Regions from separate parts of the Capra hircus genome. Here region 2 is linked to region 1. Evidence: chromatin contacts called from public Hi-C data. All regions are on one chromosome and are shown on one strand. The core of a region is the stretch at or near the end of the contact, and the rest is flanking DNA. Distances in the headings are between cores, read along the strand shown. Region 1 has its middle 82 kb from the start of ZFP36L2. Region 2 holds the start of ZFP36L2 (zinc finger protein 36, C3H1 type-like 2).

What was found. A called contact is a pair of places that touch in the nucleus more often than the background predicts.
Region 2: a Hi-C map of blood shows a contact between it and region 1, with 5 times the contacts expected there. The contact joins the promoter of ZFP36L2 here to the enhancer-like site in region 1. A contact is called at or near these places in 3 of 5 Hi-C or Micro-C datasets (all in blood).

What each region holds. Positions count from the first base shown.
Region 1 is chr11:25,305,236-25,311,856 of ARS1.2, reverse strand. No RefSeq gene overlaps it. Among named protein-coding and RNA genes, the nearest start is that of ZFP36L2, 82 kb to the left of the region's middle. Within about 2 kb of position 3,101, at least 1 of the 5 cell types and tissues checked has an H3K27ac peak or open chromatin away from gene starts, as enhancers often do.
Region 2 is chr11:25,386,969-25,393,589 of ARS1.2, reverse strand. It overlaps ZFP36L2 (zinc finger protein 36, C3H1 type-like 2), which reads left to right and starts at 2,943. Exons shown (of 2, transcript XM_013967582.2): 1 at 2,943-3,332; 2 at 3,818-6,621. The coding sequence starts at 3,282. The coding sequence ends at 5,239.

The DNA.
Region 1 (6,621 bases), core at 1,852-4,351:
GCGGGGGGTGGGGAGAGGGGTAGGGAAAGGAGCCAGCCCTTTGAACTGCCCCAATCCCATCCTCTGTGGCCCCAGGAGACAGCGCCTCAAATGTCACTGCCTGGGGCCAGGGAAGGGGGATGGGGAGGTTTCTCAATACCCGCCATTTTTACTCCAGTTGTGAGACCAAAATGAATTGTTCTTAGAAGGAAAAAGAAAAAACCAACCAAACAAAAAGACCAAAAAAACCCACTGCTGAGGTCACTCCAGCTGCCCCAGCAGCTGAAGAACAGGTCCTGAGAGCAGATACCACACCTGGGCAGGGTCTGCTCCCCTCCCCTGCCCCCACCCTCCCTGCCTGCCCACTCTGTACCCCAACACCAGTCGCTGCCTTGGCTTCCTGGAACAGGGCAGAATGCTGCTCCAGGTAAGGAGGGGATGGGCCCCAAAAGAGGCCTGGAGAAGCAGGCCTGGGCTCAGCCCCACCCAGCCCAGTCTTGCTGGGTCTCTGTCCCCCAACTGCCCTGCCAAGTGGGGGACACCACTGAGGATCCAAGGACATAATAAATGTGAAAAAGTGCTTGGAAGTAATCACTAACCAGCCAATAGGCTGGGGTCCTGTAGAGAAGGAAAAAGGGAATTAGGGAGGGTTTCAGAGAAGAGATCACTCCTCAACAATTTAAGAACGTTAAGTCAGTTGATTACATCTGCTCTTGGAATCTTTCAGGTTCCCTTTTGAGTTCTTATTAATGCTCTCAGCAACGTGCACATCTTGAGAATGACGGATACCATGGTGGAACTCAGCTTGTGGTCTGCTCAGACCCCTGGATCCTTTTCAAGTTTGAGATCACAGGGTCATCAGCTTAGCCTAGTAGGGGTTCTGCGTAGTATTCTCCTTCTTGGCTGCAGACTAAGCTCAAATGCGAGTGAACCCGACTGCTTTCCTCACAGAGTATAGCTTGATTTCAGCGGCAGTTTGAGCTCTTATCCCTCTTAACCCTGAGCCTGAAGCTCCCCTACACTCGCATAGCCCACAGACACCTCTCCCCGTTGGCTCAGCAGTAAAGAATGTCTGCAGTGCAGGAGCCACGGAGACTTGGGTTCAATCCCTTGGGTCAAAAAGATCCCCTGGAGGAGGGCATGGCAACCCACTCCAGTGTTCTTGCCTGGAGAATCCCATTGACACAAGACTGCCCATAGCGTTGCAAAGAGTTAGCACGCACACACTTGTCATCTTTTACTAGCCACTTCCGTCGCTTGTGTGCTAAGATGCTGGTTCCTGGTGAGACTCCCTACCATCCAAGGCGAAGGCTGAGTCATCCTTAACCATGGCCTCTGTCCACCACGTCTGATTAGCATCTCATCTAGTGGATTCTGACACTGGTATCTTGAGTCTTCCTCCCTTCTTCCCCATTCCCCACAACCCCCAGTGTTTGTAAGTTTAGATCTCTTCTTAAGATCTCATCTCTTTTCTTAAGCGTGGCCAGTGGAACCAATCAGACCTCCTGGGCCATCCGCCACCCAGCTGATGTGATGGCACCCTCCCCTCCTGATGGCTCCAGCCTGCCTCTCTGTCCTCCGGTCCCAGCACTTGCAGGAAGTGCAGAACCCACGAGCATGCTATGCGGGAAACAACTGGGCCAGACTGTTTCCTTACGTTTGTTCAGAGGCCGCTGAATAGATTTATGGGCCACTCCTTCCTCAGCGCCCCACTCTGCTCTGTCCACTCTGCTCTGTCCACTCTGTGTTGAGCGGCTGAGAGAACACAGCCCTATTCTGCTCCCCCAGCCACATACACAGCCCTGACCCCAGATGCAGAGGGGCCTTCAACCTCTCTCTCTCTAGACCCTGATACCACCAACAGCGTGGGGGTCCACACCACGGAAACCTGGGTGGGATCTCGTGTTTGCCCCTTTCCCACTGGGGCCCTCAGACAAGTTATTTTATCTCTGAGGAATTTTTTCCTCATCTCTCAAATGGGGTAATATCACTACCTGTCTCCCAGGATGGGTAGTTGAGTCTGTCAGGTGCTTGGCACAGAGCCTGGCACATCATGAGAGGGTAGCAAATGACTTTCATGGTTTCCACTCTTGTTATTAATCACTAGGACCTGGGAGAAAGTGCAGATAACTCAGAGTGGCTGATGCCTCTGTCCTTCCCTCCCCTCCCCAGACTCTCCAGCACATCCTTCATCCCCTCTGCACTTGTTCAGAGCCTCCTGTTCGTCTCCTCTCTGGCTGTCTGCTCTCGTTCCCTAAACAGGGGCTTAGGCAAGGCCACCTAGTCCCCTTCGGCCAGCCCTTCCTCCCAGGACCCAGTGCTGTCCCCACGGGGCTGTGATCCCAGCATCAGAATTGTCCTCAGCCTGGGGGTGGTGTGGGCTGCCACGTTCAGCTTCTTATTACAACGGCAGTGGGATTGCTCAGTAAAGCCCCAAAATCTGACCCCAACCACACAGGGAGTGAGATGCTGAACTGGCATGCTGGCAACCCAGGTCTTCTGGCTCCAAAGCCAAGACTGTCTCCATTCTGCCCTGCTACTGTCCCTTCCAGCCTTTTTTGCCTCTGTATGTCTCAGTCTCCTCATCTGCACAATGGGCATATAAAGAGGAGGGGAGAAGTATGGGGCTGGGATGGGAAGCTGGGAGGAGGTGGAGGCCATGCTGTGCACCAGGCAGGCAAGCCTGGCTGGGGTGAGGACTCTAACAGGGTAAACAGGAGGTGAGGGAGGCCTGACCAGTCTCCACCCTTCCAGCCGCACAAGAACTGTATCTGAGTCCACAGCGCCCCCTGCTGGCAGATCACCCAGAAGCTCCCTGTGGGCAGCACCAGCCCCAAGCCTCACATTTCCCTTTGGTGACCACTGGGAAGGTGTCACCCCTCCCCTCAGGGAGCCCAGTCTGAGGGCCGACGTGTATCCAAGGCTCAGGAAGCCCAGGATGGGGAGTGGGAGCCAGTGTTTCTGTCTGAGAAGGGAGCTCCCTAGGCCAAGGGGTTCAACATTCTCTTCCGGAGAGCCCGTTGAAATCTCTGCCAGAGGGAAAGACCTGCAGACCGGCCGGAAGCCAGGTGGTCTGCCCCATGCCCAGCAGCTACCCATGGTTACAGCGTCTCCCATCCCCCCACCCCTATCCCACAGGGACGACGGGGGAGACAGGTGAGGGCAGACGCTGAGAAACCAGGGCCCTTGCTTGCCCTCCAGCCAGGTCCCCTCATCAACACTCTCACCATCTACAAATGGTCCTTTCAGGCCTCCAGATCCCAGGCCCACCTTCCTCCTTGCCAGGACTCTTGCCTGCATTGGCAGTAGTTTCAACATCTCTGCGTTTCCTTAGCCTGATTCTGTGTTAGGAGCTAGGGACTCAGAGCAACAAGCCCCTAACAAGACCACCAGGACCTCCAACATGGCAGTATTCTCCCCATCTTCTCCCTTCCCACTAACCCCCTGGATGGTCCCTGCTCTGGGCTCCAGGACCTGCTCTGCAGGGCAGTCTTAACACACCCCAGATTACAATCCAGCAAGTTGTGGTCACCCTCCTGTCCCCTCCCTGGAAAGTCACCACTCACCACCTCCAACCTTGGGCTCTTCTCACTGCCTTTGAGACTTTTCCATCAACCTGCATCCTTCCTGGACTGTTTACATAAGGACCAGATTGAGATCCTCCTCTTCCAGGAAGTCTTCCTAGAGGAAGTCAGCTGGACACAGTTTTGCCCCAGGGGACAGTCAGCAATGTCAGAGACATTTTTGATTGTTAGAATTGGGAGGTGGTGCTGCTGGCAGCTACTGGGTAGAGATCAGAGATACTTCCCAGCATCCTACAGTGCACAGAACAGCCCCTACAACTAAGAAATACCCAGCCCCAAATGTCAATAGTGTCAAGGCTGAGAAACCCTGATTTGCAGAAATCCACAGATTGAAATCTTCTAGGTGGCGCAATGGTAAAGAATCTGCCTGTCAGTGCAGGATAGGTAGGAGATGTGGGTTTGATCCCTGGGTTGGGAAGATCCCCTGAAGAAGGAAATGGCAACCCACTCCAGTATACTTGCCTGGAAAATCCCATGGACAGAGGAGGCTGGCAGGCTACAGTCCATGGGGTTGCAGAGAGTCAGACCCGACCGAGCACATATGCTCGGACTGAGGAATAAAATGGTGGCCAAAAAAGGGGCAATAGCTCATGCAGGGGAAAGGCCAGAGCAGATGTCTCCAAATAGACACAGGCTTCCCTTTTGCGTGGGCTTTATCCTCCCATGTGCCTCCCACACCTCTCTGTGGGCCAGTCCTCTCTTGCGTAAGTGGAGGTGACCTGATCCAAAGGAGAAGCCAGGGCCTGCCTAGAGAGTCCCTGGGGAAGTGGAATCTGTGTGGGGAGACCTTTGGGAGCAGAGGGTGCTTTGGCCTCAGTTTAGTCATCTGTAAAATGGGGTGGGTGTTCCCATCCAGTCCAAATGGTCCTAAATGGTATCTCTCTGATGGGCCCAGTCATTTCCCCCCTGCTGATGAGCAGGAGCCCTCCCACAGGGCTGAGGGTGGAGTACCCGCCACCAGCCCCTTAAACAGATGTGAGGGTTTATTGTTGTTCCAATTGCCCTCCCAGGAAACAGCTGTTAAGAACGAGGCTTCTTTGATAGACTTCATCAAAGCTGCTTCCGTGTCCCCTGGAGACTGAGTAGGGGGTGGGGGTGGGGCAGAAAGAGTCTCCATCTGAGAACAGCTAATGGCCAAGCCCCAGCACAGAGGTGGAGGCTGTGAAGGGTGCCTTCTTCTTTGGTTGGGGTTAAGAATGTCCCTGAGGCAGGTAACCCTGACACGGCCCTTTTGAGGGGCTCTTCAGGGCACTTCTCTGCTCCCTCCCTGGGTGGGCTTGGGGGACCAGCGCTCTTGGCAGCTGAGAGCTCTTTCTCTGTGGTTCCCGTTCCCCAGAGCAGAGGGTGAACAAGGAAGGTAGAGGGAAGCCTGCCCTCTCATTGCCTTCACCCCGGAAGGTCCCTGGAGCTCTGGCCAGGGAGGGGACCCTGATGATGTCTCCCCACAGAGCTCCCAGGCCTGCCTCACTCAGGGACCAAGCCTGTCCAGGAAAAGGAGAACCAGCAGGAGGAAGAACTAGCTTAAAACCTCTCTGGCCCCTCCAGCACTTTCCATGATGAAAATGTTGCCCAAGAGTTCCTGCTGCAAGGTGGGGTGTGGGCATGTCCACCTGCATACACGTGTGTGTGTGTGCGTACACACTGTCTGGAGACTGAACTGGAACAGTCACAAGTCTCCCGTTTTGGCCTTGGGGTTAAGGGTGTATTTTGGAGTTAGCCCCAGGCCAGAGGCTGGAACCTCTACCAAGACATTCATTTAGTTCCTCAGTTTTCTCACCTGTTAATGGGCCTAATACTGTTCCTGGGGTTCTCAAGGCAAGAATACTGAAGTGGTTTGCCGTTCCCTTCTCCAGTGGACCACGTTTTGTCAGAACTCTGCACCATGAGGAGATACTCCACGTTCAATGTAAGGAGCAACAGCTGCGCTTTGCTGCAGCAGCTGTGAAGAGATACTCCACGTCCAATGTAACAGAAACCCCAGCAAGACAGTAGGGGCTGAGAGAGGGCATCAGAGGGCAGACAGACTTAAACCACAGTCACAGAAAACTAGCCAATCTGATCGCATGGACCACAGCCTTGTCTAACTCAATGAAACTGGGCCATGCCATGTGGGGCCACCCAAGACAGACAGGTCATGGTGGAGAGGTCTGACAGAACGTGGTCCACTGGAGAAGGGAATGGCAAACCACTTCAGTAGTCTTGCCTTGAGAACCCCATGAACAGTATGAAAGGGCAAAAAGATAGGACACTGAAAGATGAACTCCCAAGGTCGGTAGGTGCCCAATATGCTCCTGGAGATCAGTGGAGAGACAACACCAGAAAGAATGAAGGGACGGAGCCAAAGCAAAAACAACACCCAGTTGTGGATGCGACTGGTGATAGAAGCAAGGTCCAGTGCTGTAAAGAGCAATATCGCATAGGAATCTGGAATGTTAGGTCCATAATCAAGGCAAATTGGAAGTGGTCAAACAGGAGATGGCAAGAGTGAACGTTGACATTCGGGATCAGCGAACTAAAATGGACTGGATTGGGTGAATTTAACTCAGATGACCATTGTATCTACTGTGGGCAGGAATCCCTTAGAAGAAATGGAGTAGCCATCATGGTCAACAAAAGGGTCTGAAATGCAGTACTTGGATGCAATCTCAAAAACAGCAGAATGATCTCTGTTCATTTTCAAGGCAAACCATTCAATATCATGCTGAAGAAGCTGAAGTTGAATGGTTCTATGAAGACCTACAAGACCTTTTAGAACTAACACCCCAAAAAGATGTCCTTTTCATTACAGGGGACTGGAATGCAAAAGTAGGAAGTCAAGAAACACTTGGAGTAACAGGCAAATTTGGCCTTAGAGTACAGAATGAAACAAGGCAAAGGCTAATAGAGTTTTGCCAAGAGAACGCACTGGTCATAGCAAATACTTTCTTCCAACAACACAAGAGAAGACTCTACACATGGACATCACCAGATGGCCAACACCGAAATCAGATTGATTATATTCTTTGCAGCCAAAGATGGAGAAGCTCTGTACAGTCAGCAAAAATAAGACTGGGAGCTG
Region 2 (6,621 bases), core at 1,694-4,193, 82 kb before region 1:
GCAACCAGTTATAATTATTTTATTGATGTTTGAGGGTTTGATCAGGCAGGCAGAGGGGAGAGGATTTGATATGATCATTTATTACTGCAGAAAGATTTATATTTCAAGTATAATTTGTTTCTCTTTGAAAGAAAACCACCTAACACTAAATAAATAGAGCCTACTAGTAAAGAGCTGTAGGAAGAGGCATGGAAAGAAGTTAATTTAGTGTCCAAAGTTTTGTCCTAAAAAGAACAGAAAATTCCCTGGTGGTTTTGCACTATTCAGCTCAAAATGTGTTTGTTGTGATCCTGAATTACTTGGTTAGGCATCTGTGTATCCCACACTTGATGGAAAGTTGCCAGCTTAACATTTCTTTTTGTCCTGAGAAGACATGGCTGGTGAGAAGTCAGGTAATTGTTGGTACAACATAATGATAACCATGGTAGAATGATTATGAAACTGGCTCTAATAAAGCTCAGCTCACTGGAAGAGTCCAGCATTCCCTTTTTCTCCATTTAAAATGAAATAAAAGCAGTTATATAATAATAAAAATATTTCTACCAGCAGGTACTCTGTACCAAAGCATGTACCATGGCATGTTTGCATGCAAGCTCCAAAGTCTTCTACTCAGCTCCCAAAGTGGGTGTTCTCATAGGTGTTGACTGGGAATTACCCCAGATTTTGAGCTTGGCTGGTTGTCGCCAGCTTGGGAGTACAGGAGAGACACGTTTCCACTGGTTTTTGTATATGAAATCTTGTCACTGACTTTCAGTAGCAGGGGTGGTGGCCTGGGAAATGGCTGTTTCACACTTCCCTGATGCATTCCCAGGGGCAATTCAAAATATCCCACTGTCAGAGCCATCCTCAAACTCTTGCGTTTGGGTTCATTTCAACAAGGAACAAAACAGAGTCAGGGTTCTTGGGCATTCTAGGCTACACGTGTCTGCCATGAATGCCCAGCCTGTCTAATGATCAGTATAGGCTGGGTGGTGAGACTAAAGCAGTCACTCCTTCTGAGGTCACTGCCCTTGGCTCCAAGCTGGAGGGTCCAAAATTTGGTGCCCTCTCAGCTCTACATTCACTATTCTGTGGACCTTCACCCATCCAGCCATGCTCCAGAGGTCTGACTTGCTCCATTTTTTTGCTTTGTCAATTTAATAAGTAAGATGGAATATACTTGTTTATCTTTTAAACACCATAACAGATAACTCATTTGCATTGGCACCTTGACAAAAGGTGATAGATTAGTAAAGCAGAAATTATGTTAGTTTTACAAGGAAACCCAGTTGCCCAAGTGATTATGTGATTTGTCTAAAACCATGCGGTTTTTAAGGGAAGGAGGCTGAACTCCAGCCCTGTTTCTGATCCTGAAGTCCTTACAGCCCTGCCCTGGCTCAAGCACCCTGGATGGGTAGAGAGTCCAGCAGTTGGCTCTGCATGCAAGCTGAACTTGAAGGAGTTGGTTTCCTGAGAGACAGGCCTAGTTCATTCCTTCCCAGGGTACTGAGAGAGGGAGTGAGTGCAGCGGAATGTAAATAAGCACAAGGATACACAGCCAGAAATAAGATCAACTGGGCAAGGGGGTGTGGGTCGCAGGAGCTTCTTTCCCTGGCAGGTACTGGACCTTCCAACTTAGGCCCAGTAACAGCCTAGGCTGCCAGGTGTGCGAAATCATGGGCCGGACTCCAGCCTTTCAGAGGCAGCGTCTGCATAGACGCGGAGAAGTGTCCTGGACAGGACCCCAGATCTAACAGAGGCTTAAGCCTCACTGGGTGCTGGGGCGGGGTGGTGTCTGCCTCACACCCAGAGGGCACTGGCTGGCAAAATCTTATACCAATGCAGGCTTCTGGGGTGTGGGAGTGGCAAGAGAAGGTAAGGAGAGCCCACTAGGTGTATCCTCGGTGCCCAGCCTTGCCTGGCTGCGGGTAGTCCTCAGCGGGAGCCCGCAACCCAGGACGAGCTAAGGAAGGGCGCGGCGCCCTGAACGGCCAGGGAGGGTCTAGGAGGGGCGCGCCAGGCCAAGGCTGCGGCGGACGGGAGCCTCAGCGGGCAGCTGTACCTCGACCCCCAGGAGGACTGTGGAAAGCCGGACAGACCAGCAGACGGACAAGGCGGCGGGAAGTGGCCTCCATGCCTGCGCGGTTCTCCCGGCCTTTCCTCCCGTCCTCCCAGGCGGCTCTCCCGCCCGGGACGCCCCGCGCCACTCTGCGACTTTGGCCCTGGCTCAAGGTCTTGTGATGTGATTAGCAAAGCCAGCGCCTTGTCCTCAGACACTCAGCCCTGCCCGGCAGGCCTCGGCATTCAAGCCCTGTTTACTGCAGTCTGGGCGGGAAGAGGGGCGGAGAAACGGGCCCAGGCTCCTCCGGGAGAGACTGCCCAGGCGGCCGCCCGCGTGGCCGCTCCCGCCCCCACCCCCACCGCATCTCCACGTGCAGTCGGGACGCAGCCACCACCCATTAAACTCGGGCCCAGAGTCCCCGCCCCCCCGGCCAGAGGACCCTTTCCAAAGCAGCCGGGCCGCGCGGACGGTTGCAATATTCTTGCACTTTGCAATTCCCGCGCCCAATATTAAACAGAGTAGGAGATAAAAGCTCCGCAATTTCGTCTAGCAGGATCGGGCGGGGAAAGACACGTTCAGGGCTGCAGAAACCCAACCACGTTAGACCTGCTGGGGATTTCCGACAGAACAGCCCCAGAAGAAGGGAGCCGTATCCTCCCGCCACCAACCAGCAGCACCCATCTCCGCCGAGATCTCCACGCCGCCCCGGGAGCCCAAGGCGGCCAGCCCCGCCCCGAGGCCTCTTCGTCCCCTCCCCCAGAGGAAAAAAATTGGCGGCGGCCAATGGGAGGCCAGGAAGGCTCTTGACGTCCGCCAGCGGGCGGGAGGCGTTGCCTGGAGACCCCTACGGGGTCAGCGTTCTGTCCCCTCCCCTCGCACGCCCGCCCCGGAGCGGCCGCGCTCCGGGGGCTCTATATAGGGCGCGCGCTCGCGGGCCGCTGAGTTCCACCAGTCCGCGAGCTGCCGTCGGCTCCGCGCGGGGGGGGCGGGCCGGGCACCCCGGGGCGCGGAGGAGCGCTCTAGCTTAATTCTTCTTTCCCCCCAACTCCGCACTCCCGGGCACCCTCAAACCAGTCCACGCTGCTGCCCCCGCTCCCTCTTTTCTCGCCCCCCAGCAAACTTTCGGTCTCTCCCTCGCCCCTCGCCCGTTACTCGTCGTGGCTCGGGCCCGGCCGCGCCGCCCCGAGGGCTCCTCCGGATCTCCCAGTCTCCAGCTCCGACCATTAGAGGATCCAGAAACATGTCGACCACACTTCTGTCCGCCTTCTACGATATCGACTTCTTGTGCAAGGTACGCGGGTGAGCAGGGAGCCCTTCAAGTTCTCAGGCTTGGCCTTCTGTCCTCGGCTTTGGGGGTTCTCTTCCCGCTCTGACTTTTTTAGATTCGGGAAAAATCCCAGAGTTTGCACTGTTGCTCGAGCCTTGTGGGCGGGGAGAAGGAGCAGCTGGGAGGAAAGGCAGAAGGGAGTCGCTGTAGCTGTTAAGTTTCACCGCAGCCACGCTGCCCGGGGCTTCCCGGACGGGGTTTGCGCCGCCCAGGCCTGCGGCCCACGGCTGAGGATCACATGTCGCGACGCAGCGCGGCCTAGGGTGGGAGAGTCCGGCTCCTCCCAGTACGAACTTGATTCTTGTGCGCGTTTAAGTGTGGAAGTTGGGCCGAATCGAGATCCGAAAAAAGGAAAAAGAATCGGAGGGCTGGTAGTGGCTACTCCGCAACTCGCCCCAACTCTTCCCTCCTCCCTTTTCATCTCTTCCCCGCTCCCCTCCTCTTGGCAGACGGAGAAATCCCTGGCCAACCTCAATCTGAACAACATGCTGGACAAGAAGGCGGTGGGGACACCCGTGGCCACCGCCCCCAGCTCGGGCTTCACGCCGGGCTTCCTCCGACGGCACTCGGCCAGCAACCTGCACGCGCTCGCCCACCCCGCGCCTAGCCCCGGCAGCTGCTCGCCCAAGTTCCCGGGCGCGGCTAACGGTAGCGCGGCGGCCGGCGGCTCGGCCTCCTACGGCACCCTCAAGGAGCCGTCGGGGGGCGGCGGCACCGCCCTGCTGAACAAGGAGAACAAATTCCGGGACCGCTCGTTCAGCGAGAACGGGGAGCGCAGCCAGCACCTCCTGCACCTGCAGCAACAGCAGAAGGGGGGCGGCGGCTCCCAGATCAATTCGACCCGCTACAAAACTGAGCTGTGCCGGCCCTTCGAGGAGAGTGGCACCTGCAAGTACGGCGAGAAGTGCCAGTTCGCGCACGGCTTCCACGAGCTGCGCAGCCTGACGCGGCACCCCAAGTACAAAACCGAGCTGTGCCGCACCTTCCACACCATCGGCTTCTGCCCCTACGGGCCGCGCTGCCACTTCATCCATAACGCTGATGAGCGGCGACCCGCGCCGTCCGGGGGCGCCTCCGGGGACTTGCGCACCTTCAGCGCCCGCGATGCGCTGCACCTAGGCTTCCCGCGGGAACCGCGGCCCAAGCTGCACCATAGCCTCAGCTTCTCGGGCTTCCCGTCGGGCCACCACCAGCCCCCTGGGGGCCTCGAGTCGCCCCTGCTTCTCGACAGCCCCACGTCGCGCACACCGCCGCCACCCTCCTGCTCCTCGGCCTCGTCTTGCTCGTCGTCCGCTTCGTCCTGCTCGTCGGCCTCGGCAGCCTCCACGCCCTCCGGCGCCCCGACGTGCTGCGCCTCTGCTGCGGCCGCGGCGGCGGCCGCGCTGCTGTACGGCACCGGGGGCGCCGAGGACTTGCTTGCACCCGGCGCGCCCTGCGCCACCTGCTCGTCGGCCTCGTGCGCTAACAACGCCTTCGCCTTCGGCCCGGAGCTGAGCAGCCTCATCACACCGCTCGCCATCCAGACCCACAACTTTGCCGCTGTGGCTGCTGCCGCCTACTATCGCAGCCAACAACAGCAGCAGCAACAGGGCCTGGTGCCCCCCGCGCAGCCCCCGGCGCCGCCCAGCGCGCCCCTCCCTGCCAGCGCCGCCGCGCCGCCCTCGCCGCCCTTCAGCTTCCAGTTGCCGCGCCGCCTGTCCGAGTCGCCGGTGTTCGACGCGCCCCCTAGCCCCCCAGACTCGCTGTCGGACCGCGACAGCTACTTGAGCGGCTCCCTGAGCTCGGGCAGCCTCAGCGGCTCTGAGTCCCCCGGCCTTGACCCGGGTCGCCGCCTACCCATCTTCAGCCGCCTCTCCGTCTCCGACGACTGAGGCAAGAGGGCGCCAGTGAGGAGAAGGAAGGGAAGGCCGTTCTGGGGGTGTTGGAGGGCGCCCCTGCTTAGGGGCAGAGGGGCACGGGAGTGTGGGGAGTGACATCGGCCACAAGCAGACTGCAGGCTGTGCCGAGCACTTGGACTCGAACTTGAGTGCCGGGAGGGGCCCCCACCCCTCCCCTTTCGGTTCCCTCTTTGTTTTTGTTTTTTTTTTAATTATTATTATTATTTTTATTATTATTACGAAGTTTCATTCTTGTTGAGCGGGAAAAAAGCCAACGAACTTTTTGTATTGATGAACAAAAGACTCACAACAGAGCAGTTGTGATGCGGATAGAACAAAAAACCAAACAACAAACTTTTTTAGGTCTCCGATGCGTTTGGGATTTTAGGAAAAATCAACCCAGCACCAGCAGCTATCAACCACCATTCCATATCTTCACTTGAAAAGCATTAGTTACAGTCCAGATGTCGGGACTCTTGTCTTGAGAGAAGTTCCTAATTGTTTGTCCCAGACCAGTGTAAACAAACCAGCCAACCACCGCCTTGCTAAACCTATAAGCTTTTAGAATCCAATATTCTGCCAAGAATATGCCTTGATAGTACACCTCAGCTCCATAGGTGTTTGTTTTTTAACAAAGTTATATATGTCTGGAAAAAAGAAAACCTTGCATTCCAAAGTTTCATACTGGTTACTGGTTTCATTGCCACCACTTAGTGGATGTTTAATTTAGAACCATTTTGTCTGCTCTTTCTGGAAGCCTTGGGCAGAGCTTAGTTTGTAATTGATGGGGAATAACTGCTGAATTTTTAGCTGTTTTGAGTTGATTCGCACCACTGCACCACAACTCAATATGAAAAAAAAAACTATTTAACTTATTTATTATCTTGTGAAAAGTATACATTGAAAATTTTGTTCATACTGTATTTATCAAGTATGATGGAAAGCAATAGATATATATTCTTTTATTATGTTAAGTTATGATTGCCATTATTAATCGGCAAAATGTGGAGTGTATGTTCTTTTCACAGTAATATATGCCTTTTGTAACTTCACATGGTTATTTTATTGTAAATGAGTAAAAAAATCTTAATTTAAGAGATTGTATGTAATATTTATTTCATTAATTTCTTTCCTTGTTTACGTAAATTTTGAAAGATTGCATGATTTCTTTACAGAAATCTATCTTGATGCTGTGGAAGTAGTTTGAGGAATATCTTATGAGTTTTTCTTAGAATGTATAATGGTTGTAGCCCATCCAACTTTAAAAGAAAAAATGACCACATTGCAATCAGGCTTACATGTGGCATGCTTTTCTCATTCCAACTTTATAAATTAGCAAAAGATGTTTTTTGTTTGCTTATTCCACCAGTTCCACT